5 separate regions of the Mus musculus genome follow, and regions 2, 3, 4 and 5 are each linked to region 1. A link is a contact called in public HiCAR-type and promoter capture Hi-C data. All regions are on one chromosome and are shown on one strand. The core of a region is the stretch at or near the end of the contact, and the rest is flanking DNA. Distances in the headings are between cores, read along the strand shown.

Evidence for each region. Promoter capture Hi-C pulls out the DNA fragments that hold promoters and counts their contacts. HiCAR-type assays count read pairs that join an accessible place to other places.
Region 2: a promoter capture Hi-C map of erythroid cells shows a contact between it and region 1, with 73 times the contacts expected there. The contact joins the promoter of Bclaf3 here to the promoter of Phka2 in region 1. A contact is called at or near these places in 5 of 39 promoter capture datasets (HPC-7-derived erythroid cells, erythroid cells, liver and 2 more) and 2 of 115 datasets of contacts at active chromatin or transcription factors (astrocytes and microglia).
Region 3: a contact with region 1 is called in a HiCAR-type map of astrocytes, with 3 times the contacts expected there. The contact joins the promoter of Sh3kbp1 here to the promoter of Phka2 in region 1. A contact is called at or near these places in 3 of 39 promoter capture datasets (the 3T3-L1 cell line, the C10 cell line and erythroid cells), 1 of 115 datasets of contacts at active chromatin or transcription factors (astrocytes) and 1 of 9 other capture datasets (liver).
Region 4: a contact with region 1 is called in a promoter capture Hi-C map of hippocampal neurons, with 2.0 times the contacts expected there. The contact joins the promoter of Scml2 here to the promoter of Phka2 in region 1. A contact is called at or near these places in 1 of 39 promoter capture datasets (hippocampal neurons) and 1 of 115 datasets of contacts at active chromatin or transcription factors (astrocytes).
Region 5: a promoter capture Hi-C map of embryonic stem cells shows a contact between it and region 1, with 2.6 times the contacts expected there. The contact joins the promoter of Map3k15 here to the promoter of Phka2 in region 1. A contact is called at or near these places in 2 of 39 promoter capture datasets (embryonic stem cells and pre-B cells) and 1 of 115 datasets of contacts at active chromatin or transcription factors (astrocytes).

What each region holds. Positions count from the first base shown.
Region 1 is chrX:160,498,860-160,504,383 of GRCm38.p6, forward strand. Phka2 (phosphorylase kinase alpha 2) reads left to right here and starts at 3,303. Exons shown (of 33, transcript NM_172783.4): 1 at 3,303-4,045. The coding sequence starts at 3,968. Gm15241 (a long non-coding RNA gene) reads right to left here and starts at 959. Exons shown (of 4, transcript XR_387097.4): 1 at 926-959; 2 at 342-429.
Region 2 is chrX:159,529,398-159,534,921 of GRCm38.p6, forward strand. It overlaps Bclaf3 (Bclaf1 and Thrap3 family member 3), which reads left to right and starts at 3,271. Exons shown (of 12, transcript NM_001033472.2): 1 at 3,271-3,438.
Region 3 is chrX:159,624,804-159,630,327 of GRCm38.p6, forward strand. Sh3kbp1 (SH3-domain kinase binding protein 1) reads left to right here and starts at 2,469. Exons shown (of 18, transcript NM_001135727.2): 1 at 2,469-2,888. The coding sequence starts at 2,885.
Region 4 is chrX:161,159,695-161,165,218 of GRCm38.p6, forward strand. It overlaps Scml2 (Scm polycomb group protein like 2), which reads left to right and starts at 3,056. Exons shown (of 26, transcript NM_001290651.1): 1 at 3,056-3,554.
Region 5 is chrX:159,985,702-159,991,225 of GRCm38.p6, forward strand. Map3k15 (mitogen-activated protein kinase kinase kinase 15) reads left to right here and starts at 2,503. Exons shown (of 29, transcript NM_001163085.4): 1 at 2,503-3,104. The coding sequence starts at 2,732.

The DNA of each region.
Region 1 (5,524 bases), core at 2,053-4,552:
AAGACGGAGACAGAATGTTCCTGAGGAGTAACCTCCTCTGGTTTTAAAATTGGAGACTGTTTTAAGGAAGACAGAGGAGCTACTATTCTTCAGGAAATGTCGAAGCAGTGCCCGGCATCTGAAGTGTTTCCTCAATGCACTGGAGAAATTTCCCCCAGAATTCTCTAGAATCATTGAATCATAGGAACTTTGCTGCCTTTAATGAGCTGTGCCTTTAATGAAATGACGCAAACTGTTCCACTCGGTGAGCTGGCTTGTATCTAACAAGGTCACCTTGGAGGAAGGTGTGTTATTTGAAGGGTATTTCAATGGAGAGTTAATTTACTGAATGGCATACTCACCAAGCAGACTTGTTTGGTGTGACTTTTGTCTTCATAATAGCAAGAAAAGATGATTCAGTTTATCTCTATCTCATCTCCTCCTTGGGGTCTGAGGGACAGAAACCAGGAGAAGCTGAGTAAGTACAATAAAAACATACTATTGGGACCAGAGACATGTCTCAGAAGTTAAGAGAACTTGTTGCTCTTGCAGAGGACCTGGGTTTGGTTTCAGGACCCACATGGTAGCTCACAACCATCTATAACTCAAATTCCAGGGGATCTGACAGCCTCTTCTGACTTCCACAGGCACCAGACACGAACACAGTAGACATACATACATGCAGGCAAAATACTCATGTGCATAAAAAAGATTTTTTTTAAAAAAGGAACAAAATTGGGTCAAAAATTCTTAGGAATATATTCATTTATTTCTCACCTCAGTTTCCAGATATAACATCAAGAAATCAGAGCATATAAAATTTAAATATATATTCATATGGAATATTGTATTATTCAGGGTTTTACTGCTGTGAACAGACACCATGACCAAAGCAAATCTTATAAAAAAAAAAAAAACAAACAACATTTAATTGGGGTTGGCTTACAGGTTCAGAGGTTCAGTCCATTATTATCAAGGTGGGAGTGTGGCAGCATCCAGGCAGGCATGGCCCAGGCAGAGCTGAGAATTCTATGTCTTCATCCAAAGGCTGCTAGTGGAAGACTGACTTCCAGGCACCTAGGGTGAGAGTATTAAGCCCACACCCACAATGACACACCTACTCCAACCAGGTCACACCTATTTCAACAAGGCCACACCTCCAAATGGTGCCACCCCCTGGTCCAAGAATATACAAACTATCACAAATATATAGCCTTTAAAATAATATTTTATTAATTATTTGAGAATTCCATATAGTGTATTTTTATCATGTTTACCTAGATAGCTATATAGCCTTGTAACCCTGGCTGGCTTGCCTCAAATTCAGGACCTTCCTGATTCAGTATCCACAAAGATGGGATTACAAGTATCGCCATTCCTGGCTTTAAAATATATGCTTTTAAAATATATTTAATAGATACGTTCTTCACTATGAAGAAACCCTTATAGTCCCTGGTATGTCCTCTCCTTGACTCTCAATCTTATATAGCTGCAAGAAGTTGGAGCAGAGACAAATTTAACATTCTTTTACACTATGGTAATGGGAAAGTAAAATGATTCCAGGTCATCTAAACTAAATTATTACAGAAATAGTTTAATTTGGTTAACTGGTTAGTTTTTTCAAGTTGATTAAGAATGGACCCTCCCAATTCAGAGACAGGGTACTTTAGGTTCAAAAGACATGATATTTCCACTTTGCATGCTGTCCTCTAAGACAGAGTCTTAAGCTTCCAATGAGAACACAAGCCATCCTAAAAATAAGCAATGATGCCACCTTTTAAATACAGAAGAATATATGAAATCTCCAGGAAAGGTACATAGAAAGATTACTAAAGGGATTCAATTATGGTAATTGAATGCTTAATCTTACTCCCTAGGCCACAGCAACTCCTACATGGAAGTACATTGTGCACTGTTTCATAACTTCAGTGCCATTATTAAAACAAATAATGAGTTGAGAAAAGAATGGTAAGAAGATATGAGGGGAACTGCCCAATGTAAAACATATACATGCACCAAGGCTTGAAAAGAATGTTGAAAAGTACTCGAGCTGGGTGTGGTGGCACGTACTCAGAATCCCAACACTTTGGATGCCGAGGAAAGAAGTATTGCTGTGAGTTTGAGGAATAGTCTTGGATACATAATATAGTTGAGAGCAGCCTAGGCTACATGACAAGACTCTGTCTCAGAGAAAAAGTATGTGGGCTGATAGGGGTTGGGTGCTTTAGTTAAAGACTAACTATAAGGGGAGTCAAATAAGCAGGACTCATTTTCAGTCCATCAACATTGAGCCCTAGACACATGTACAATCAACTCTGTGCCAGGTGTGGTGGGAGATACCAAGCTATTTCATAAGCATCTCATAATCCAGTTAGAAAAGTATGCCTCAGTTAAAATGTAAACAATACACTATTTCCAAATGGTGCTGAAAATAGCTCTGGTTTAAGTGCCACTCTGAGTCAAGTATGTGCTACACGCACTTGACCTTGTCACATTACAAGGCATGAGGTTTACCCCAACAGATAAAAACAGTAAAAGTCAAACAACTGAAACAGTAACACAAATGTCTATATAAATCAGAAATGGAATAAAGTGCAGTTCGAACTGACTCGTTGCCCCATCTTTACTGAGGAAACTGCTATAGGAATCCAGAAAATTGGAAACGCTAATGAGTGGGCTGACCTAGTCTTTAAGGCAAAGGTAAGTTTTAGACAATGAAATGGGTCAAAGTGGAGAATAACAAAGTGCTTGTGGAAGCAATTACATTAGAACAGCTGCCCAGTCAAATTTATTTGTGGGCCAGATTTTGATGGACAATGAAGACAGGATCAAAGAATGCGGCCTGTGGTTAGCAACCTTGACAACTAATGGGATGCCAAATTTCAAAATATACTATTATAAATGAACTGCAAAATTCTCCCAGGAGCTAAGGCCAGGAGCCACGGGTACCAGGAGTGTATGTGGAGGACAGTACTCAGGCCTCCCTTTCTTGCTTTCAGTGCTGAGCTCCACTATGGGGACTCTGTCCTCAGGTGAGGCCCAGGACAGGGCGGGGCTATGACGGCCGGTCATCCGAAGGATGCCCAGGCGGCCCAGCCTCTTTCTAGTCTCCGGTGGGTTTGGCGGCTCCGCTCAGGAGACCTTGTCATTGCCGACCCAGAAAGCCGACTTGTTCTCTGCTTCCATCCAAGTTCTCCATACTCCTGCGGGCTGCCCCATTTTCCTTCCTGGTCAGGCCATGACAAGGAGGGCTCCAAACCCCACGGAGGAGGCGGACTGGGGGCGGAGCTGCGAGCAGATCGGTACCGCCCCCCCAACGCGTTCCTTCCGGGCGGGACTGCACGGGTTCCGCTTCTTGGTTCGGGCCGGCGTGAGGGGTGGCCTCCGTACCCCGGGGGCCGCGACCGAAGGACTCTGCTCCTTTAGCCTCAGCCGCGGTTGGAAGCAGGTTGAGGTAGGAGCAAAGTCAATAAAAAAAACTGAATTTCCGTTAAGAGCCCAGCTCCCCGCCGCTCCCAGCGGCCTTCCTCTGTAGACCCTCTCCCTTTAGGCGGAGACTTGGAGAGTCCGCCCCACGAGGGGGGCGGAGCCTAGTAAAGCTTAGGTGAGCTCCCAAGCAACCCGGAGCCGCCTCCCAAAACAGAGGGGTACCGCCAAGGCCTTTCTCCAGCCTAGTGCCCAGTCTAGGTTCTGTCGAGCATGGTGGTGGGACTAGAAACCCTCGGGGCAGCTGCTGACCGGGAGGAAGCCGGGCCGCGATAGCGCCACCCCCGTCTCCTCCCCCGCACCGCCCAGCGGCGCGACACTCTGGTTGGCTCGCCTTGCAAGTCATACTTTGGGTCTCTCAGTTTGAAAACTCTTCCTCTCGGCCCCCTTTGAAGAAACTCATTGACGCTGAATGTTTTGAGGACCAGGTCAGCTTGGAGGCGGCAACTTTGGCGGACACCAGCGGGCAGGTCCAGCTCCGTGGCCCATGAGCTTGGGCGAGATGCGGAGCAGGAGCAATTCTGGGGTCCGCCTGGACGGGTACGCGAGGCTGGTGCAGCAAACCATCCTGTGTTACCAGGTAAACAGAGAGCAGCCCAGAGAACGGTGGAAACTGCCCACTGATATAACTCATTCTCCCCAAGGCCTCTGTCACTCATGAGAGCTTGCATTTATTTAAGAGGTTTCCGACTTTAATCCAGTCCTTTGCTAGCCAGTTATCACCCTACTCCCTTATCGCTATTTTATTCACTTTACTCACAAGTCAGGCATTCTGGCTTTTGAACAGTTGCTGCGGCTGCTTTGCAGAATTCTGGGACCTTTTTTTTTCTCTCCTCTTCCTCCTCCCTTCCTCTTTTTCCCCCCATCGGGACACCCCCCTCGAGGTCCTTCCTTACTGCCTCTTTTGGATGAAAGAAGTCTGTTAGGTTGGACAGAGCACACTGAAGGAGAACAGTGAACTAACTCTACTCTGGGAACAGTAGGCAGGAGTGAAAAACTCCCAAGGCTTGCATCTGACCAGAGTGTGGGCAACTGTTACTGCCCCTCCCTTGTTAGAAATCCCCCTGAGAGGACCCTATGACCACTCTGGTTGCTGCTTTACAGCCAACAAAACTTCTGGGCACAGAGCATCAGCATCAAGGGGTCCTGTGAAACTGTGCATATAATCTCAGGTATGAATACGCCTGCTATGCTTCCTGCTTGGCAAAAGTTATGTGTGAGTGCCCAATGTAAGACCACTGAGCTATTTTTGTTCAGAGCAAAGACATCAGCTATATTGCTTGCCTTCAGTTGGCAGCAGCTATTTTTAGGGCTTTGAGAGTCAGAGAAGGAAGTAGCAGTTGGTGGTCATTTCCAAACCATTAACCTTTTTTTTTTCTTCTTAGCTAATTCCTTGACCTCTCACTCAGGAAGAATTTATTGTGTATCTTTTCTATGCAAGGCATCATACAAACTACATAAAATGAATAAATGGTACTGCCAGTGGTGTGACTTAGTGGTAGTTTACCTGGTAGTCTCAAGGCCCTGGATTGGATTGCAGCACTGTAAAAGAAAAAAAAAAATGTTCATAGCACAATACGGTGAATTTTATGAATAACGTAAAATAAGTTCAGTGTTTCTTGTTTGAAACACGTTGGGGCCAAATGTGGCTTGTAAGCTAGAAACGTCTTGATTTTAAAAATCATATGCATACTCTATAAGCATACTCTAATAGCCAGAGTAGTCCAGGCAGTACCCCTTAGTTACAGCCACTATTATTTCTCCATTGGAATATGAATGTTCACACTAAGCAATAAGTAAAGACTATAAAAAGAGTTTCACATTAGATCAGCTTGTCTTTGCCACCAAAAGAAATTTCTGCAAATGTAGGAGAAACATTTCCATATGTTAATGGCTCTGAGGATTGCTCATAAAGGAATGCAGGGTTTATTTGAGGAAAATACTCCCTCCCCCATCCCTCCCCCCTACTGCCAAACCATAGATGGCAAGGAAGGAGTTCTGCACGACATGGCATTCCAGTGGAGAGTTGAAGAGGGGCTAAGCAGAGATAGAGGTTACT
Region 2 (5,524 bases), core at 2,021-4,520, 970 kb before region 1:
GCTTGAACCCATGACTTGACTTCGAGTGGTTTCTTTTCCCAACTCCTCAAAACCCCTTCTCTCTGGAACCCCTCTCCTAGAGGAGGCTGATCCTTGGCACATCTCTTAATTCCAGGCCAGCCTGATCTATTTAGTTAGTTTCAGGACAGCAAAGGTTACACAGAGAATCCCTGCCTCAAACAAAGAACAGAAACAACCAAAAGAAATATGTTTTTTCTCTCTTTAATTGCGTGTGTATTTCATCATTATGTGTGTATGTCTGTCTGTCTGATCTGTGTCTGGTAATTTTAGACTCATCTCTGACCTTTGTCAAGTCAAACAGATGGTTCTTGGCTCTATTTTCTGTCTATTTCCATGGAGAAAGCAGGTAAACAATTTACACATAATGCTGAGCATAATGGCTCCTCCCTGTGATCCAAGCATTTGGGAGGAGTTTGTGGTCATCCTCAGCTACATAGCAAGTTTGAGGCAATCCTAAACTACTTAAGACTTTGTCTCAAAATCAAACAAAAACAATTTGCATGTGGCAACAGTTCTTTGTGCATATATGAACACTGCCTCTTCATGTACACATATTAAAATAAAATATCATTAAACTTTCCCATTACTTTCCTTGTTCTTCATGAAATCACAAACCTGTTACTGAATGCCAAGTATGCTGAGTATAATGAATTTGTATAGTAAGTTCTGCTGAAATACCAATCCAAGCATTTCAATATGTTTCTTACATTTACCAAGAAATGCAGCTAGTATCCACGCACAGCCATTGCAAGTCTGCTTTAGTTCTTCTGCCTGGAACTCAAACTAAAGGAATCAACTTTAATGTTATGGATGTGATAGCAGAAGAATAGCGAGGGTACAACCATGCACTCTATCTTTATTTTTGTTTCTTCAAAGGGCTTCTGCATCCTAAACTAGTGCTGTCTACTCGTGCTGTATGAGTACAGTGCACTCTTCTGCTGTATCACGTCTCTATCCCCATACACTGTATATTAATGCTTTTGTTCAAAGATATGATTCAGGGGTTGAGGGGGATAGCTAAGCAGTAGATAACTTCCTTATAATATACACAGAGCTATGGATTCAATTCCGAGCACTACAATAAAAATAGTAAATGAAAAACACAAGTAAATGAAAAGCACGAGTGGGGCTGGAGAGATGGCTCAGCAGTTAAGAGCACTGACTGCTCTTCTGAAGGTCCTGAGTTCAAATCCCAGCAACCACATGCTGACTCACAACCACCCATAACGAGATCTGACCCCCTCTTCTGGTGTATCTGAAGACAGATACAGTGTACTTACACATAATAAATAAATAAATAAATAAATCTAAAAAAGAAAAGAAAAGAAAAGAAAAACACGAGTGAATGTAAAGTCCCCAAATGAGAAACTCTGGAGGTAGGCCCCAACAAGAAGAGCCTCTGTGTGAGTCTGATATACACTCAAGTTGAAGAAGCAGTTCCTATCATTTGTATTCCCTGTAAGGCAGTTGAATAGTGGGATTGTGGGTAGCTTAAAATGTGTTTGTCATGATCTGTCAACCTGACTAGATTGAGATGCCTAGTGACACACTTCTGGGTGTATCTGTGGGGGTGTTGTCAGAGATGATTGACATGCAGGAGAGCAATTGAGGGGGAATGTAGCTGTTCTGAATGTGGGTGGCAACATCCCAATAGGCCTGGGGCTCCAAAGGAAAAAAGGTGGAGAAATGAAGATTCCTAGCCAGCGTGTGCAAGCTTTATACTTCTTCAGCAGATACGTCTAATGGCCACGGCATGTTCTGTGGCCACCAGATTCCAGAGTCTTTAGCGTCTCAACACTAACTCACACAGAGACTCTCTAAGAAGCTTGTAGGCAATTACAGATGCCACTTCTTCTGAGACTTCCAGCTTTCTTGGACTGCATAGCTAACGTAGTTTTGCTTCTTCCGGGGGCCAATAGTCATTGTTTGGATTATCCAGGATCGAATGTGGGTCCTACTCTAACAAATCCTTCTTTTGCAGTTGTGTATGTGTTTGTGTGTGTTATGAGAGCTTCTTGCTAGCATGCTTGCACACCGAGTGCACGGTCCTGGGTTCCCTCTAGATACAGCAGGCAGAGAGTGATAAATGGGGGTGGGGGGGTGGCGATCCTAGGGAGATAGATTTATTACTATAGTGCTTGCTTTGCAAGGATCAGGACCTGAGTCAGAGCCCTAGACCTTGTGTAAAAAGAGACAGGCATGGTGGCACATGCTTGGAACTCCAGTAGTGGGGAGGCAGAGCTAGGCAGATTCCTGGGACTTGCTAGCCAGCCAGCTTAGCCTACTTGGAACGTTCCAGGCCAGTGAGAAACCCTGTCACCCTAAACAAAGGTGGACAATCCTTCTCAAGGAATGACACCTGAGGTTGCCCTTTGACCTCCCCCCACACCCCACACAGGGGAAGTATACATGGACATACAAACAGAGCACTATAGGCACAAAAGAGGAGGAAAATGAGGGTAGAGAGAAAGGAGAAAGAGAAGAAAATAAGAAAATATAAAAGAGAGGAGAGCAGAGAGGGGTTGGTATTTATTGGGACCATTAACCCATTTGGAAAGCTCAGAAGGTCCCGTTTTCCAAGCAGACCCTTCATTTGAGGCTATGGGAAATGGTGAAAAGTTGGATGATTGGTTGCAAATTAAATAGGTGGGGACAGAGGTCAAGGAGAAGCAGGCTCAGATATATAGATGGGCCACATAAAGAGCTAGACGCTAGCCGGGCAGTGGTGGCGCATGCCTTTAATCCCAGCACTCGGGAGGCAGAGGCAGGCAGATTTCTGAGTTTGAGGCCAGCCTGGTCTACAAAGTGAGTTCCAGGACAGCCAGGACTATACAGAGAAACCCTGTCTCGAAAACCAAAAAAAAAAAAAAACAAAAACAAAAACAAAAAAAAACCTTGGCCGATACCTCTGCCTCTATCTGCGGATACTGCACACAAGGCAGGAAGATCAAGGGAACCAAGTTGAGGGCTGACTTCTAGGCCGCGATCCTCAACTCCAGAGTCCCAGACTTGCACCACCTGGGGTGCTTCTCTTCCTTCTAGCCAGATCAACTCGCGAGCGCACTTTAGTCTCTCAGGGAACCGTGGGAGAGCGCAGCCAGCAGAGGGCGCTAGAGAGCCCGCGGGCGCCGTCTGGGCGGGGCTGGACCCGAGCTTCTCCTCCTTGAAGGCAAGTTTGGGCGGGAGGCGGACACTGTGGGCGGGGCCAGAGGGGGTTGGGACCAGACCATTCCGGAAGGAAGTGGTTCCGGGTCCCGGCCCGCGGGGAGAGCTGGGTGCTGGTTGGAGCAGGAGGCGGGAGCTGCGCGACGGGCGAGGCGGTGAGGGAGCAGCAACAGCGGCGGCGGCTGTAGCGGCGGAGGCTTCGGCGACGGCGACAGCGACAGCGACGGGCTCTGGTGACGACTTCTCTGAGGGGTGAGCGGTCCGGGGAGTGGGCAGAGTGAGGAAGCCCGAGCCTGGGAAGGAGGGAGGGTGTGTCCTTCGCCCACGAGTGGCGGTTCTCACGGTGGCGGGCGGGAACGGGACTGCGGGCGGACTTGGCTTCTCCGGGGACCTCATCCCTTCTCCGGTTCACGCTGGGGCCAGCGCCTTCCCTAAGCGGCTGCCGCCCCTCGAGGCTCAGGCTCCCTTGGCGCGCCCGCTTGGCTCTCTGCCCTGAGGGGGGGTGGGTTCTGAGGCTGTCCCCGCCGGTGCTATTCCTGAGCCGCCGCCAGCTCGGGCACCTGCCCGCCCCCCCCCCCAACCCCCAGGTCTGCCCGCCCACGGCGGCGGGCAGGTGGCGGCGCCAGGCTCCTGCCGCGTGGGTCCCCGGGGACCAGGGAGGGGGCGGTGCCGGGAGGCTGAAGCCCGAGGACGCGGAGCCCTCCGGAGCGGAGCGATGCTCCCGGCTTTGTCCGCCAAAGATGCTCTGGCCTCGGGAGCCGCATCCTCCGCGGACAAGGTCAAAGGCTAGTTAGCTAGCGCAGACCTCCCTGGGAGGAATTCAGTCAACTGGGCCACCGGTCAGGACCGCCCTAGAGAAACTTAGCCCTCGAAATATGCTTTTTTTTTTTTGTTTGTTTTGTTTTTTTTTTTTTTTTTGAGTTACACCTTGAGTGACTGCTTCTCTGGAACACATTCCAAACGGCCAGGAGAAAATAGGGCCCTCGAGGCTTCCGGTCAGGCTACCTTTTTAACTTTTCTTTTCTTTTATAAGCCTGGAAAGAAAAGCTAGGCCCTTCCCCATGGCAAGCAAGCACTCCACCGTAGAGCTATGTACCTTTTGAGATAGAGTCTCACTCAACACAGGATGCTGTTTAACTCATTCTATTGGTCAGGCTGGGCAGTCCTCGAACTTTGTACCCACTCTCCATCCTGAGTAGATTATAGGCCTGCGTGGCCAGGCCTGGCATATTTAAACTTTTCTTTTTCCCTAGATGTGAACAGGTCCAAAACTTTAAAAGGCTTGTTTGTTCATTTATGTTGAGGCTTTCTTTTTTTCTTCCTTTTTTTTAAAAAAAGGGAGTCTTTAAAGAAAGGATGGTCTTGAACTCACAGTGTAGCCAAGGATAGCCTTGAGTTTCTGACTCCCGGTCTCTGGCCCCTAAATGCCAGGGTTGCAGGTGCATGCCAGTCATGTTTGTTTTATTTTCCTCGGTTATTGATAGCAGTTCAGCTTCCCAGTTACTCCGTGTTCTAAAAAAAATAAAACAAGTTAGTAAGGGTTTTTCTAAGTGAACAAAGTTTGAAGTTATGACTTACTTGAATTATATCTGATTACCTTGTCCAAATCACTTAACTTTTTCTAAGGTATTTCCTCAGCAATGAACAAGGGATTATAATGTGTGTCTTACCTTTTAGGGTCATATGAGACATTTATGAAAGTATATTTCACATACTTTGTCTTACTTACTGCAGGTTTTACTTTCTTGTAAAAATTTCAGAGCACAGAAGCATTTTTTTTTTGTTTTTTTGAGACAGGGTTTCTCTGTGTAGCCCTGGCTGTCCTGGAACTCACTCTGTAGACCAGGCTGGCCTCGAACTCAGAAATCCACCTGCCTCTGCCTGTGCCTCCCTTGTGCTGGGATTAAAGGCATGGGCCACCAACACCCGGCGCACAGAAGCATCTTGAAGCACAAAAATTTTAAATGTAAACTTTTGGAGCTGGGGAAAATGGCCCAGTCAGTAATACTTGCTGTGGAATCATGAGAACTGGGGTTAAGATCCCTTGTACCTGAATAAAAAGCCAGCAGCAAAGTATTTATCTCTAATTCCAGCTCTCAAGAAACAGACAGGAGAGTTTCTGAGGCTGGCTAACCATTCAGATAAGCTGAAATGGTGAACTTCAGGTGGTATAAAAGATTCCTGTCTTAAAAAAAAGTTACGTAGAGAGCTACTGAAAAAGATCTATTTCTCTGCTCTTCTTGGGCATACACACACACACACACACACACACACACACACACACACACACAAGGACATACATATTTCTAAAAGGTCTAGTTTTTGAAATCTATTCTGG
Region 3 (5,524 bases), core at 1,219-3,718, 870 kb before region 1:
GCCCAAGAGTAAAACCACTGTGTCCTTGGGACCAGCTAGAAGCTGAACCATTTCCATCAGAGGTCATCACCATTGTTTATCCCATGATATAAAAGTGCCAGCTATGGGAAAAAGATGCCAGGACTCTAGCTGATTCCCTCCACTTCCTGAGTCAGTTTCTGCTAGAAATAGGTTGTATGTACCTGATTTGATGATGTTCCGCTATCTATCTCTTGCTATCCATTCCTTTACTTTGGCTTGCTATATACTTACTAGAGTCAACAAACAGAAAGTATAGCTATCATAGATCCTTTTCTGGACCATACAAAACACAGACCAAGACTCAAAACTTCAAGGGACCTATCTTTATCCTTGCGAGATTGGCAAAGCAATTCAATTTGAAGACTAAGATTGAGACTAATGTTAAGCAGAGAAAGCAAGCTCGTTCTCTCTAGAGTCCCTTGCGGGATGTGGAATTGGCTTCACTGGACTTTGTGATGTATAGGTAAGTCTGGCTGATTTCTTCAACAGTGTTCAATGACTTCATTTCTTTAAAAAAACATTATTTGTATGAGTTTTACCTGGGTATGCCCTACCTTTGTGTAGTGCCCACAGAAATCAAAATAGGGCATCAGATCCCCTGGAACTGGAGTTACAAGTGGTTGTGAGCCACCATGAGGTTGTTGGGAATTGAACTTGGTTCTTCATCATTTTGACTCATCACTCTGAGAATACAAGGGTCAGCAACCACAAATCTTCAGCACCCATGTGCCAAGCTACCATAAATCTAGCTCAGCTATTTCCTTATGGAGCACATGCCTAACCATTTTTTTTGGGGGGGGGGGGTCTGAATGTCTTTGAGAGAGAATTAGAATGGTCTAATAATCTGGAGCTTAGCCAAGACAGCCACTTTCAGAATTTCAGACACAGTTCTTGTTGCGTTGAGGGGAGAATGTTCTACTAACAGCGGGTTAAGTTAGGCTCTGAGTCTCAGTGTTTGTCAACTACAGGGTCATAAGGTTTCATTGTCTTAATAAGAATGTGGATGCGTCAAGGCACGTAACAAGCAGGGCCACTGTAGGGATGAGCCTTCTGTATCTTGATTCGTCTAGGTTGCTGTGACACACATGACCAGTGTCTAGAGAAGGATGCTGCTGTTACTCTTCTTTTTAAAGCCCTGCCTGCAAGTCTCTCCTCTTCCCTCCCCCTTACTCATCAGGATCATCCTGTGTCCCAGGCTAGCCTTTAAGCCAGAACTCATTAACAGCACCATCTTCTATGCCTCAGCCTTATGACTGAAATACCCCCTCCACCCTCCAACATATTTCTACAGAAATTTTAGGCTTTGACCCAATATACAAATAATGCTGCATTATTATTATTCACCGGGTACGCAAGGCAGATCTCCATTGGGCATGGGGTCAGCTTTTATTTGTCACCTCTGGGTTCACTAGTCCCCAGCCTCCATTTGCAGGGGACAATGATCTAATTTCTCTCTTGTCTCACTTTCCCTGTTGCCTATTTTGTCTCCAGTCTAGCTCACTATCTCTTCCTACCACCAGATGGTGGAAAGTGGAAAGGAAACAACAGACTGCTCAATGAATGCGGTCGCAGGCAAGTCTCTTTGGCTGAAAGGTGTGGTGGAGAATAGACTCCAAAAAAGAAGCTCGTTGAGTTGCCCAGGAATTCCTATGGATTTCTATTTTCATTTTAGTGTCCACTTAAAATTGTTGTCTATCCGGGTTTGAGGCTCAATAGAGCACAGTGATGCCTGATGGAGAACCAGCCAATCTTTGTCTCTGGACCTAGAAACATTCCTAGGCAGCAGAGCCCCACACCTTGTCCGGGTACCACTGGGTCAGGTGTAAGGAGGGTCTAATCCTGGGAGGGGCGGTGGCCAGCAGCGGACCTGCTCAGCAGCCTGACTGCGCCCTTCTCATTGGGCACCTCTAGCCCAGTACCACCTCCTACGCTCCAAACTCGCACCTGGTCTGCCAGTACTCCAAAGCCACAGCCAAAGGCCCCTTCCTCCCACAGCCCCCTGCTAGCAGCCTTCTTCCTCTATGTCCCCCCCCGCAGGGAAGGGGTGTCACCTGTTAATAACAGCAGGTGTCCCGCTCTTCACCTGCCACCGGCTTCCCCTCCCCCAGCCCTCCTTTCTCGGGGTTCTGCCTTCGATCCACCTTTTCCACGTGCCCCACAACTCCGACGCCCCCACCCCCACGGACCCCCTAAATCTCCTCCAGTCTCGAGGAGTCTCGCGGCATTTCCCGGGGCGTGAGCCGAGCCTAGGCGGATAGGGGGCGACCCTCTGCGGAGCTCCAGCCGGGACAGAGCCAGAGGTGAGGGGGGCGGCCGAGCCCCGCAGACAGAGGACGAGCCCCAGAGTCGGGCTGGACACTGCTCGGGCCCCGCCCCTCGACCCCGCCCCCGCCTGGCGGCCGCGCCTCTCGGGCGGGCGGAGCCGCTGAGCTTCGCCGCGGCGGGGAGGAGGGGAGAGCAGGCTCCGAGGCGGCTGCAGGGCACTGGGCTGGGCGGTGCTTTTTTTCTTTTCTTTTCTTTTCTTTCTTTCTTTTTTTTTCTTCTTCTTCTTCTTTTTTTTTTTTTTTCGCAATTTCCACTCGCAGAGAGCAGGAAACCCGGAGCAGCCGGGTGCAGTGGGGCCGCGATGCAGCAGCAGCAGCAGCAGGAGTCGCCCCAGGGTAGCAGCGGCAGCAGCAGCAGAGGCAGTAGCGGGCGGCGCTGAGCTGCCACCACCGCCGCTGAGGACGAAGCCGGCCCAGCAGCAGCCGCGTCCCGACGCTCGCGCCCCCGATCCCTGCGCCGCGACCTCGGCGCTCCGAACCCAACGCCCGGTTCCGCCAACTTTCACGCTGCTTCGGCGGCTCGGCTCGTCTTGGCGCCAATGGGTGAGTGCAGGGGCCGTTCGAACCTTCAGCCCATCTGTGTGTAGGGGTCGACTGGCGCGCCCATCCCGGGACCGCGGACCCGGGGAGGGCGCCCTGGAGCAGGGCCGGGAGAGTGACATCGCGCAGAGCGCCCTCCCTCGCCTTGCGCACCCCCATTCACTCTCACTTGCTTTAGTGTCCCTGCGGAGCCCGCGCGCGGCACGGACTGGAACCCGAGGGGGCCTGAGCAGAGAATCGCGGGGGCTAGCTCCGGGGCTGCTTGGGTTGAGGGAGTCAGGGGGTGTGGTTGGCTTCTTCGGGTGGGCGGGGAGAGTTTTGTCTTTGCCATTCTCCCACCCAAGTGCACCCTCCCTGGCGCTGTGGACCCGGGTACCAGGATTTGGTGGGCTCTGGCCCTGTACAGGGCTCTTGGGCCAGCCTGAGAAGAGCCTTGAAGGTCGGGGTCTCTGGGAGAGGGTTAGACTGTCTTTACTGCCTGATGATGCCGGTGGTGGGAGGTTAGGAAACGCCCCAGTACCGGGCATGGCGGGCTGTCCCAGGGTCCTGAGCTCTTCATGCGTTCCCCACTTGTGCCTCCACCTCTCACTCTGTCTTCCCCCACGCCGAACCCCTCTCCACTCTGTTACACTCAAAGGCTACTTCCTATATCCTCCTCTCAGTCTGCAGGGCCAGGAACTGGAAATGGTGATCCAGTTTTTGATGCACCTAGCAAGCATAATTTCCATGTAGGCAGCTAACCTTAGCTCTTCAGGATCCTTTTTATTATAGACCTGACAGTGTGGAAACCACCTTACTGCCCAGGGGAACTGGCACTTTACTGAGCAAAGGACTTGTGACTGTCTGGTCTCTAGTAAACGTTTGCTTTATCTAGGTACTAGCCTTGCTCATTGGTCAGCCTTTGCTTGTTATGCCTCTAGCATATGATTTTTGGGGTGTTTCTAGGCCAAGCATAGCAGTTTGCACATTATAATGAATCGTTATAAAGTGAGACTTTTTGTATGCAGGTAATAGGATCTTACACTAGCCAGCAAGAAATAGGCAGGAGTCAAAGGGTGCTAACCCAGTAAGTTGTTCATTAGTGAAGTTCAATTCCCTTTTGTGATTGTTTACCAAAATGTCTTTCCCTTTGTCAAAGTGGTAGTGACTGGGTGGCCTCTCAGCTTAAGTGCCCTTTTCTGATGATCACAGCACTCTAGGTCTAAATGAGTTCCTTTATCGTATGACATTTTTTTTCCACATCAGAATGACATATTCCAGTGTGTTTAACATTTATCTCCTCTACCCGAGGCTCAGTGACCGTTGGGACAGCATTGTGTTGTATGGTACTGCTCAGAATGGTTTTTCTTCCATGCCTGGTGTAGAATCGGCTCAGAATCAATATCGAATAGATGGGTGGATGGCATGAAACTCCGTGGAAGACACAACACTTAATTCATACTCTTGCTTTGCCTTGATGAAGATGACTTAGCCCATTGGCAAAAGAAAATACTTTAAAACCCTTGTGGAAAATGGTCATTGTGGAAATGCAGCGATTTCTTCTGAGGTGATAAGGAATGTTTTGGGGATCACTTTTCCTTTGGGGTGGATTACTGAAAGAGTTCTGCACAAAAAGAAGTCGCTGGTCTGCATAGGCAGGCTGTGCTTTGTTGATCTCAATGGGAAGAGGATGGAGGCTCCTTTAAGAAGCAGCAGACCTGTTTATCATTGAGATCTAAACTGTTTGCATTCTTTAGGCTCTCTTAAGAAAATGAGAGAGTGCTTCTGCAATTTACAGCCCTTTTCAGTATCATTTTAAAATTGTAGCCATTATGCAAGTAGGGGTGCAGCAACCAATTATTATTTATTTCAAGAGTTTATATGTAAAGGCACCAAGAGTAAAATGAATGCCATTTAATTCATTATAATGTGCCTAAGTGGGATTTAAGGTGCTTGTAGTTTGTGGACAAAAATCACCTGCTGTTTTCTAAAGTGTCCTTAGTGGTATATTTGCAATGAAATACAGATATTTAATAGTTGGTTCTATTTGTTTTCTAAGAGCAAAACCTAGTAGTGCTGGGATTCTATGTACACCACACACACACACACACACACACACACACACACACAGACACACACAGACACATATATACAGACACACACACACAGACCACACACACATACACACACACCACACACATATCACACACACATACCACACACATACACAAACACATATATACAGACACACACACACATCACACAGACACATACACACACACACATATACACAGATACACACATCACACAGACACATACACACACAGAGAGACACAGACACACATACACAGACACACACACACAGACACATACACACACAGAGACACAGACACACATACATCACACAGACACAGATACACACACATGCACACAGTCCCTTTCTCCAAAGCTTTCTGGTTTTCAGAAGATTTCTCTTATTTGTCAATTGATATGCTTGCTTGGCCTGACGATGACTTTCCTGCTGATAGCTAACATAATCAAATCATACCATATAGTCCTTGATCTAATCACTAAGTGAAAGTCACACAATCCCTAACCCTGAAGTGAAGCTGGCCGGTTGTGCAGTGGTCTCTTATTGAACTGGGAGGGGCCTACATTGC
Region 4 (5,524 bases), core at 1,806-4,305, 660 kb after region 1:
ACTGGAACATTTCAGATGGTTGGTTTCAAGGTAGAGTTATTCAGCTTACACTATGCTAAAATAATAATGGAAACATGATATTTTTTAAAATAATTTTAAAGTTTCTTATGAACTGCTTTATACTGCAGAACTATTTGGCATTGAGTGTTCTTATGCTTGAGTAGCAAACACAATCTTTATTCTAAATTTATACTCTTAAGTTTTGAAAAAATTTTGATGCTATTTATATAATCAACAGTTTTAATAAGTAAGTTCTCATCACTGAGATATGTGGTTGTCTTAATTTGGGTTTATCTTGAATCACCTCATGTTGAAGTTCAATAGTCCTACCACTACTGGGTTTTCACTTATTTTGTTCATTAGTCTTGACTTACTGGAGAGCTCTGACCTCATAGTCTTTCAAGAGAAGAGAGTTTTTCATTTTAGCTCCAGTTTTTTTTTCTACTTACTATATTACTTCAGTTTGAAGAGTTTTTTTTTCTACTTACTATATTACTTCAGTTTGAAGAGTTTTTTTTTCTTTCTTGTTTTTCTCTTTTTTGTTGGATGTTAACATTCTGAAAGCATATTTTAAGCCATGTGTCACTAAATTATTTACTTTTCTGTTTGTTGCTATGGTATAGTTTTGTGGTGCCTTTGTCCAAAACCAAGTAAATACATCATATTTGCCCTTCCTTAGTTTCTGTCTCTTTTTGTAGTAACCTTCCCAGTTTTCCTATGCTTGGAAAATATATGCTATAAATCTTTGTCAAAGAAGATGGAAAGATGGATGCATGCATTGTATTCTTACTTGACTTTATCCACTAATCATTTCTTCAGGTAATACAGACAAAAGAGATGCATGCTTTTGATCCTAGCACTTAGGCAGAGGCAGGCAGATTTCTGAGTTTGAGGCCAGCCTGGTCTACAAAGTGAGTTCCAGGACAGCCAGGGCTATACAGAGAAACCCTGTCTCGAAAAACAAACAAAAAAACAAAAACAAACAAAAAAAGAGAGACAAAAGAGTGCTAAACCTTAGGTTCAGCCTAGGCCTAACCCTGATTTTTCTTCTGCAGTGGCCTTTGACATCATAGGCTTAATGAGAATTAGGCACAGAGACCAGGTGGGAGCAATAGAAGTTTCTGGATCTTGTTGCTGAAATTTTAGTTATATTTGTGTGTGTGTGTGTGTGTGTGTTTGGTACCAGTGTTTGAACCTAGAGTCTCCTACATGGTAAGCAAATGCTCTACTACTGAACTAACTTTCAACCCAATTAAATTTAATATTAAATATCCACATGTTGCTAGTTCTATTAGAATAGAAGCCACATTTAGATCTCATGGCACGATACAGTGTTGAGGGAAAAATATTATAGAATCATTTCAGGCTCATGATGGTAGTTTTTCAGTTCTTCAGTTTCAAAATCGGCATCCTCATGTCGTAAAGACTCTGTGTTCTCCCTGGAAGTCTCAATGGTATATTGTCTTTATAGTATGAGTTACAGGAAAGAAAATTTTATATCTCCTTATAAGGGTGAGTATGCTACTGTGCTCTTCTGAAACTCAGATGACAACTCTTAGGTTATCTGTTAATCTGTTTATATTTGTATTTATTAAGTTTATCAAGTTTTTGTGTTTATCTGTTTATTTGTATTTATCAAGTGATTTTCAAATTGTGAAGCAAATCACCAGTAGTAAGTTCACCATGTTTAGATCTTTCTTGAACTAGGTACATTACAGAAATCAAGAATATGTGAGTTTGCATGTAGAAATAGGCACTGTATGTCCCAAGTTAGCAGCTAACTTACACCAAGAGAATACTGTATTATTTTCAGGGAGAGAGTTTCCTAATTAGTAGGAAGAGAGAAAGAATTTAATATCACATCATTCTGGAGATCTCTAGGTGTTAGGCCTGTTCAGTTTCAAAAGAATGGATATATGGGACTACATTCTATTTTACTGTCTTAGGCACTACTGGCCTCTTAGGGAGACAAAAAAGCTCTCCCTTTTTCTCCTAAAACTATCTTCTAGCAATGCCTATTATATACAATGCTAACATTCTTGAAGGAGTGGCATTTATTTCTTACTGTAAAAGTTGCATATGAAAATTATTTTACATTGGAGGAAATGCATATACTCTTTGTTGCTGTGGATATATGCTTTTAGTTTAGTCCATTATACATTAAGGTAAAAGATAGAAAACCTACACTCAGTTTTGGATAGAGGTATAGAGAGGAGACTTAACTTTTACTTTTGGCTAACATAGCATATTGTGTATTTTTCAAGCAAAACTTTGAAATTGGTTTCTTAACTCTGAACTAGAGGTGAATATTTTCTGTGGCATTTTGTGTGATGTATTTTGTGCAGCTGGATGCTATATTTTAAGGAATTTTTTCTTCCTCTCTTCCGAGTGATCTCCACTCATGCTATAGGTTTCTCTGAGGTGAGAAAGCACGTGCAGTTCAACACAAGTTGAACTATGTATTCAACCCTTCTGGGATCCATCAAATGTGAGCAAACGGGATTTGTCACTAGGCTAATCTCATGTCTTTAAGATTAAGCATAAATTAAGAACAATAGAATCCAGAAAGTGGGACTGGCAGGGCATTGGTGCCTAAAACCCATGGTGAAGAGGATTTAAGCTGAAGGAGCTGGAAGGCACAGCTCCAGTTCCATAGTAGGAGCTGAGTTTTCCTTGCTCCTTTGACTTGGTTTCTTGTGGAACTATTTATTTTTTTTGGGGGGGGGGTAAGTGGCCAAAATAGGAGTTAGCCAGGGATCTAAAAGTCTAATGGCAGTGAGTACCCAGCATGGAACTTGATGCTAGACCCCAGGGGTCTTGGGTACTTAGCCTGTTGCTAGGATTTCTGATCCTGAAGTATAAGGGAAAACTGCCAAAGGCTTTTTAGCATCACCACTTCTCCACGATGGCCACTGCTCAAACTCGTTCATGCAGGTTGCTGGGTCCTGGGCTCAAGCTCCACCCGCGGCAGCAGTCTTAGGGCGTGTTTGCAGCAACCACGGGCACACAGCCTGCTGTGGGAGGGTGGAGTGGCTGTGTCGGTTGTGGGGCATGCGCGGCTCTGCGCGCGGCTTCTCAAAAATGGCGGCTGCAATGTGAAGTCTGGTGCCTGCTCCCTGAGCTAGCATGACAGAAGTGCTTTTGCTCGGGCGGAGAAGACCCGAGGTGCTTGGTGGCCCTGGTCCCCCTTGGGAAGTGGAGATGGAGTCCTGATGTTGGAGTCCTGATGGCTGTCTGCAGGGCAGGGGAGCCTTAGGGGCAAGTCCTGCGCTGGGAACGCCCCCTTACTGCCGCGCCAGCGTCCCGCCTCAGTTTGTCCCAACACTCCTGCCTCACACCCCTGGAAGCTTTACCCCAGATGCCAAGGCTGCTGTGTCTAAATTAGTGTTCTCTGTGGGCCATCTCCGCTGCTAGCACTCGCTGCTGACCTTCACACTTATTCGGACCCTCTTCACTGGCTCATCTTGCTAGAGGTATTCGGCCCCTGGCCCAGCTCCCCTCAACAGGCCCCCTCCCCAGGAGCACCGACAGCGCCCTCTGCAATTCTCCCCAGGGTAGGTGGGGCCAGGCTGCAGCCTGGGGGCTTTGTGGGAGATTGGTAGGGCTAAGGGTCAGGAATGACTTTGAATGGTTTGGGCTGAGACAAGCACTTGGGAAGTAACTTGGATTTTGGTAGGGAATATCAATCTAGAAAAATGTGCCTGTGGCCTGGAGCCCCTTGTGGGTCTGATGCCAGGTATGTGTTTTGGGGATCCTGACACGTTTAGCCCTCCAGAGGGGATGACTCCTTCATAAAGCTGGACAGGAAGGCTAGGACTAATTTCCCCTGAGAGCCTTCAGGCAAGGAGATGTATTAAAGGAGATGATGGTCAGCAATCATGTAAAACTTGAATGTAGTGACCATTTGCTTCGAAACAGCTCTGTAAAGGTTCTTCTTCTTTATTGACTTTTTTTTTTTTTAAACCTGAATGGTACTTGTACTTCAAGAGTCAGAGAAAAAGATATTAGAATTTTATCGACTGTATTTTTAAGGGGGGAGGGGAGTGCCTTGAGCTATATATGTGGCTTCAAAAGCTTACTAGTAATCACCCATTTCTCCCTTCCCCACTTGTCCTGCCATGTATGTATGTGGGCAGCTCACATTTACTTACAGATTTCTATCTGAGGGTATTGATGTTTTAAAAAAGGTTGTTAAACACTTGTCATTCATCACAAAGTATGGTTATAATTTGAAATCTGATTCTGTTTTTGAAGAATGAGAATATTAAGCTTTATGACTTGCCATTAGTATGACTTTAGGATGCCATTAGTATGACTTTAGGATGCCTTTTAAAAATTGGTTGCTAAGGGGAAACCAAGGCAGGGGAGATAGCTTATGATGCATGATTTTCAACTATTGGAGATGCTTGTTTCCTTAGAGAGCATCAGTTGTTGCAATTTAAATTTTTCCAGGGACAGTATTATTTTCAATTTGAGGGAAGAATATTGTAAGATGTACTTGTGTATAAGCAGTTGTTTTATAGTGTTATTTCATTGGCATAACCTTGATTTTTTTTTCTAATTGTTTGGAAATGTTCTTTATTCCAAATGTAATGACAATTTTATCTTTTTTGCCCCCCCTTACCATTAAATAACCTATTTGTAATGATGGGTATTATTCTAATCTGTTTGTGGCTTTCTGTATTTAATGGGAGGAATGTTAAAATGAGCTCTTGAAAGTAAATCTAAGATTTTGAGAAGACAGTGAGTTTATCCATCATCTTTAGAATAGTTTGAAACTTATAAAGAACTTAGTCAAACCATTTAAATAGCTTTGAAAATTTTGAATACCATGTATGTCCTCCAAGCAGAGGTAAGTTCCTTATGAGCCTGTTCACCCCAGAAGTCCTGCTCTGCTTTAGAATTGTAATTTGGTGAGGGGGATGTTGATAATGTTACTGGTATTGCACTATCTATAAAGGATGTTTTAAAACTGATAAACAGAGTTGCTCCTTAAGCATCTTATTTGTCATGATTTGGTCAGGTATTTTGTCAGCCTTTTAGATTTATGGCTCAGTTAAGGTATTTATTAACCACCAGTGTGCATTTATTTTCTAGAATTCACCAAGTTCAAAATATATTTATTCAAAGTCCATTATGCATTTTAGTTTCTGGTGTTTAAGGAAACCAACCCACCAGCATCTTATCCTTGTATATTTCAAGGTTGCTAAGAACATCATAATTGATAGAGAACAAGCATTTCTTTGACTAATGGTCAAACTCAGTTACTTTTGCCACTGTTCTTTACATTCTGCTTGTAATCAAAACATATTTCTGACTTCTGTGATTTTTGTGCACTTTGTTAGGATTATATGAAGGTATATATTTTATGAGTTTATTTTCTGATTAGGCCTGTGGAAGACAGATATTTTGCAAGTGTTAGTTGAAATCAGTGTGCCCATTGGAAATTGGATATTTTTAATGCTAAGGAATTGCATATTTATTAGTAAGAAACTTAGGTTATAGCTAGACTTGCAAAGTACTT
Region 5 (5,524 bases), core at 1,253-3,752, 510 kb before region 1:
CTGGGGGCAGTACTCAGAAAACTGCCTGGCAGCAGAGGCGAGAGAAGATTACATTAAAATCCACAGAGAAAAGGTACAAAGGAGGAGAGTTCTTTTCCATATCCGGAAAAACTTTTGATGATACTTCTGCAATAGGACAAAGCGGTTTCCAGAACATGCCTTTTAGTGAGGAGCAAGGCACGATGGAGAAAAGAATACCTGTTCAACTAAACAGGCAAGACTAAGGCAGCATTTTGCAATTTTCTCCCCGGAGGGGCTAGAGGGAGCTGGAAGGACATTGGCCAATGAGGCCTGCTTCATGTGTACAAATTGCTGGAGACAATGGGCTAGTGGCTGTGTGTGCCAACTTCAGGGAAGGTGCTTGTTAGCTGGGTAAATGGTAGGTTCTTTTCTCGGCAGGGTTTGGATTTAGAGAAAGATGTTATTCAAGCCATAATTCCCAACTCCCGGGCTTTTCGCTCCAGCAGCCAGGCCCCAGAGAGCTCTGAGAGGAATTGGAGAAGATTGCTGCGAAGACAACAGACACCGGCAAAAGGGGTTTCAAATGTGTGACTTTGCCCTTTGAAAGGCTGTGCCAGTCACTGGAGTAATTTCAGATGAACAAGCACATTAGGAAAATTACTACTATTGTGCATTGCAAGGTTGCAAGGAACACATGTGTCCTTGTATAGCACCATACTAAAAAAAAAAAAAAATTCTTAGAACAGAACAGGTGTTGAAAGTTTTTCCAAGTCCTGCCTGAGTGTTCTCACACATTTCCTCAGAGACACAATGCCACCACTCATAATGTTCCTGATTTCTACTAAGGCTGGAACTAGGGAAGGATTTCTTGTAGCATTTCCATGGATATTTTCACTATCTTTTTATTTGGGGGGGGGGGGGGTTGAGCCATAGCACTGGTGAGGTGGAGCCAGGCAGGCTCTTTGGGCAGTCAGACCAGCCTACTTGGTGAGTTCCCGGCCAGAGAGAGAACCTGTCTCAAAGCCAAATTGGATGGTGTGGATGGCGCCTGCCATATACCACCCAGAGTCTTCTGGCCTCCACACGAATGCGTGCATGCACTTGCATGGACAAAACAAAACAATTAAAAAGTTGGCAAATGGCCTAGATAGATAATATTCCAAAGAAGTTACATGAATGAGACAGGAGTGTAGAACAAGATGCTGATCACCTTTAGCCAACAGGGAATTGCAACTCGAAATCAGAATGAGTTCTAGTACCCACTAGGAGCTGTAATGAAGAAAGAGACAGTCACAAGTGTTGCTGGGGTTATAGAGGAAATGGAACACTTCTACACTTCCATGGGAATGCGAAATGATGCAACCACTTTGGAAAGCAGTGAATTTCTTCAAAGGTTAAACATATCCTTCATGCAACCCAGACATTCTCCTCTTAGCACTGAATACAAAGCAAATGAAAACCCATTTTCACACTTTGATTCCATCCAGTATAGGAAATGTACAGACAAGGCAAATAGAGAGCCAGGGCTGATGGTTTGCTAAGGGCTGGTTATTTCAGAGGACGGAATAAAAAGTGATTTCTAAAAGGTAGTGGGGGTGCAGGTGGGGTGGGTAGTGGAGTGTTCAGGCATTCTAAAAGTTGTCGTGATGGACACAGAACTGGGACTACACTAAAGATCCAGCCAGCCATTTTGTTCTAGGTGGTTTGTAAATTATACCTAGAAGCAGCTGTTAAAAAGACAACTCCACCACCACATGACAACTTGTAGTGCATTTTATTGTTTAAATATAATGTAATGCTGGAGACTAAAATGGTGAGCTGCAGAGATGCAGTGGAGACCTCTTTGGAGCCTTAGTATTTCAGAGGTCAGGTAGGCAGCGCACTTTTACGGGAGTGTATTTCCCAGGCAAACAAATGTTGGCTTGCCAGCACCCTCCCCATACCTTGTCAAGGTCACTACCAAAGTCAAGACAAATAAGGCTGCAAGACAGGGCTCAGGGAGGTTATGTCCTGGACAGTGGCGAGTGCCAAATGAGGCATTGCTCATCCTCCTGATGTAGAGTTAAAGCTGCATGTGCACTTAGTTTGGAACTGATTATCAATATCCAATTAGTGCCTTGAAAGTCTACTGTGGTTGAAAGCTTCAACTTGTTTGGTGGGCAGGCGTGGGGGCGGGGAAAAATGATGAAAGAAAAAAAAAGAGGGGGAGGAAAGATAGAGAAAGGGAGGGAGGAAGGAATGAAGGAAGGAAGGAAGAAAGGGAGGAAGTCAGGGAGGGAGGAAAGAAGGAAAGAACGAAGGAAGGAAAAAAGGAAGGAAGCCAAGGAAACGAGTTTGTAACAGTAGTTCAAAGGAAGAACGAGGGGAGGACCCAAGGAGAGCCAAATCGAGCTGAGCCCTGCAATCCTCGCCTCGGCCGGCGTCCGGGCTGGGGGCGCTGCGCGGGGGAGCCGGCAGGGGGCGCCCTTGGCGTTGCTGCCCCGAGGCTCTCGGCAGCGCCCCCTCCGCCCGTCCTGACGTCGGAGCCCCCGCCTCTTTCTCGCGGGCTTTCAAAGGGCGCTCGGGGCAAGCCGGCCCTGAGCTCCGCTCCGCCGGCCGCCGGAGAACCCGTGGTCACCTGCCCGCCCCGGCCTCTGCGCCCGCCCCCTGCTCCGGCTCCCTGCGGCCGCCGTCCGTCCTCCGGTCCGCCCGTCCGTCATCCGCCTGTGCAGCAGGTGTCTCGGGGAAGAGCACCTGGGCTTCGAAGCCGCCAGCCCCGCGGGCCAGTCACATGGAGGGCGGCGGCGGCAGCGGCGGCGGCGGCGGGCCAGTCCCTGCCGAGGCTCCGGAGGAAGCCGGCGAGCCGCCCCAGGGCAGGCTGCCCCCGGGGCCCGAGGGCGCGGCGGGGCTGGCGGAGCCCGAGAGCACGGGGGACGCGGCGGGCGGCGAGGCCGAGGGCGGGCGCGGGCCACGCCGGGCTCTGCGGGCTGTCTACGTGCGCAGCGAAAGTTCGCAGGGGGCAGCCGCCGGCGGCGGCCCCGAGGCCGGGGCGCTCAAGTGCCTGCTTCGGGCTTGCGAAGCCGAGGGCGCCCACCTCACCTCCGTCCCCTTCGGGGAGCTCGACTTCGGGGAGACGGCCGTGCTCGATGCCTTCTACGATGCAGGTGAGGGCTGGGGCCACCCTTGGCTTCCCATGGCCTTCTCACAAGCCCTGCCACCCCTCCACTCTCTCCCCCTGGCTCTCTCCTCCAGTTCCCCCTCCATCCTGCCATCGGTGATGCTCAGGACCAATCTCTTACCTCCTGGACAGTGTAGAACAAGGAAGGAGCCCTTGGACAGATAAAGAGTGACCATAGGCACTTAGACCCATTTCATCATTTATTTTTCTTTTAATAATAGCCAACAACCCAAGAAACACACTATCGCCTAAGATGGCGGTTCTCCCCCCACAGGGGTCTCCTATCAGATAGTTACTTTGTAATTCATAACAAGTAAAATTATAGTTATAAAGTAGCAACGAAATAACCTTCTGCTTGGGGGGTCACCACAACAAGAGAAACTGTATTAAACCATTAGGAAGGTTGAGCGCCACCAACAAGATGTTGAGTCCGTCCTCCAGTTTGTTTTCTTCTGACATATATCCCTAATGCAGGCTGGTTATTATAGTCATCTGGGATAGCTGTTAAAACTAATTAACTTAAGACAGATCACTCATCTAATCCCAGGAAACAGAGGTGGGAGGATTGCAAATTCAAGGCCAGCCTCTGGGACATATGGAGTTTGGGGCCAGCCTAGGCTACAAAGTGAGACTCTCCCTCAAACAAACAAACAAATCCTATCTATTTTAGACCAATGACACCCAACGTGAGGCCTTCAGAGTGTTTTAATTCTTACAGGGGAGTCCATCCTACAACCAGAGAGTGGCAAGTTACTGCCTGACAAGCATGGTGTTGTGTAATCTACGGCTATGTGATGTTTTAATCTCTTAATGTAAACCATTGCTAGATGCAGGCTCGCTGTGCTGAGTGTGACCTAACCATCCGGTTTTCAAGTTTCTTCCATTGCTTTTCTTACTTAACCTTTGGGGATAAATCTGTGGACCCTGGATGATATTCATCAGCATTGTATGTGACACAGTAATGACCAGGGAATGTTTGTGCCTTAAGTTTTTCCACTGGTTAAGTGGAAGTAACAGTGTCTAACTTAAACCTGAAAGCATATGAGCTTTGGGAGTTGTTTTCAAAGTGTTCATGGTATGCTGTCTTGTAGCAGGTTGGGTGTCTAAGTTGTGTTAATAAAACTCGGTGCTTTTGCATGTTTGGTAAGTTCTACCAACCCGTACCCCATAAAGGCCAATCAATTCAGTTCCTTGTTTATTGGAGGCAGCCCTGGGTGTAAGGGTTTTTTGTTTTGTTTTGTTTTATTTTCTACAGCAAATGGCCAAACCCACCCCCATCTGGAAAGAGATGGGGCATCAGGCTTGTTCAAACAAGTGGCAGCTGGCCCCAGTGCGCACACTCTCTTGACATTTCTGACCATGCTGAGTATGCTCTTGAGCACCACGTCTTTTCAGAGAAATTATTCAGGAGCCCACTTCACCTAGAACTACTCCGGTTTTCTCAGCTTCTATTCAGTCTGCTCCCAAATGGAGTTGGAACAGAGTATCTGAAAAGTGAGCTGTTCATTGGGCCACCAGGCACAACTCTGCCTTCTTGCCTGCTGACAGTAAGATGGAACATTTGTATGCAGCGCCTTTGCCTTTCCGAGCCTCATTGGCGTGTGTTCATATGTGTGGCACAGATTCCCCTGCTGTGCACGCTCCTTTGAGAAGCCTACGTATCACTGCTCAAACCCAGGCACCCAGAGCAGCACATTTGCTCACTCTGGCTTTCGATGGTTTGCACCATGAATCCCCTTTGGTCAGTTTTGCCCTTTGGGATAATTTCTATCAATGTGACTGCAGGAAGTGGAATTGACGATTTAATAGGTGATCTCCACATCCCTACCCTCTCCTGGCTTCCTGAGCTCCTCTCTCACAAGTTTTGGATTTTTTGTTTGTTTGGGTTTTTTTGGGCACTTTCCACCAAAAAAAAAAAAAAAAAAAAAAAAAAAAAAGATAGAAAACTGTTGTTGGCTGTTTTGTAAAAATCTCGAAAACCGGATGTTCAATTGAATAGCCGCTGGCCACATGTAGCCATTTATATTTAAATTGGCTTCCATGTAGTAAAATGGGATCTCAAGAATCGACTAACCCTATTTCAAGTACAGCCAGCCAGCTTCTGTATGTGGGATGGCAACGATATAAAATGTTTTTCTCATAGTAGAAGGTCTTCTTGACAGTGCTGCTTTAGAACAAGATTGGTTGGCAGAGGGCAACTATTGAACTGTCCCAGGAGTATTGTGGGGGAACCATAGAGGTGAGACATTAGGCACGTTCTGTCTTCTGTTCTCATAGCAACTCAGCACTTGGTTCGATTGTGTTCTTATACTGTCTTATTTTTGTGGTCGTGTCGTGTGTGTATCTTAGATTTCTGTGTCATTAGTAAAAGGTCGAACGGGGGAGCTGCAGGAGAGCCTCAGGCTG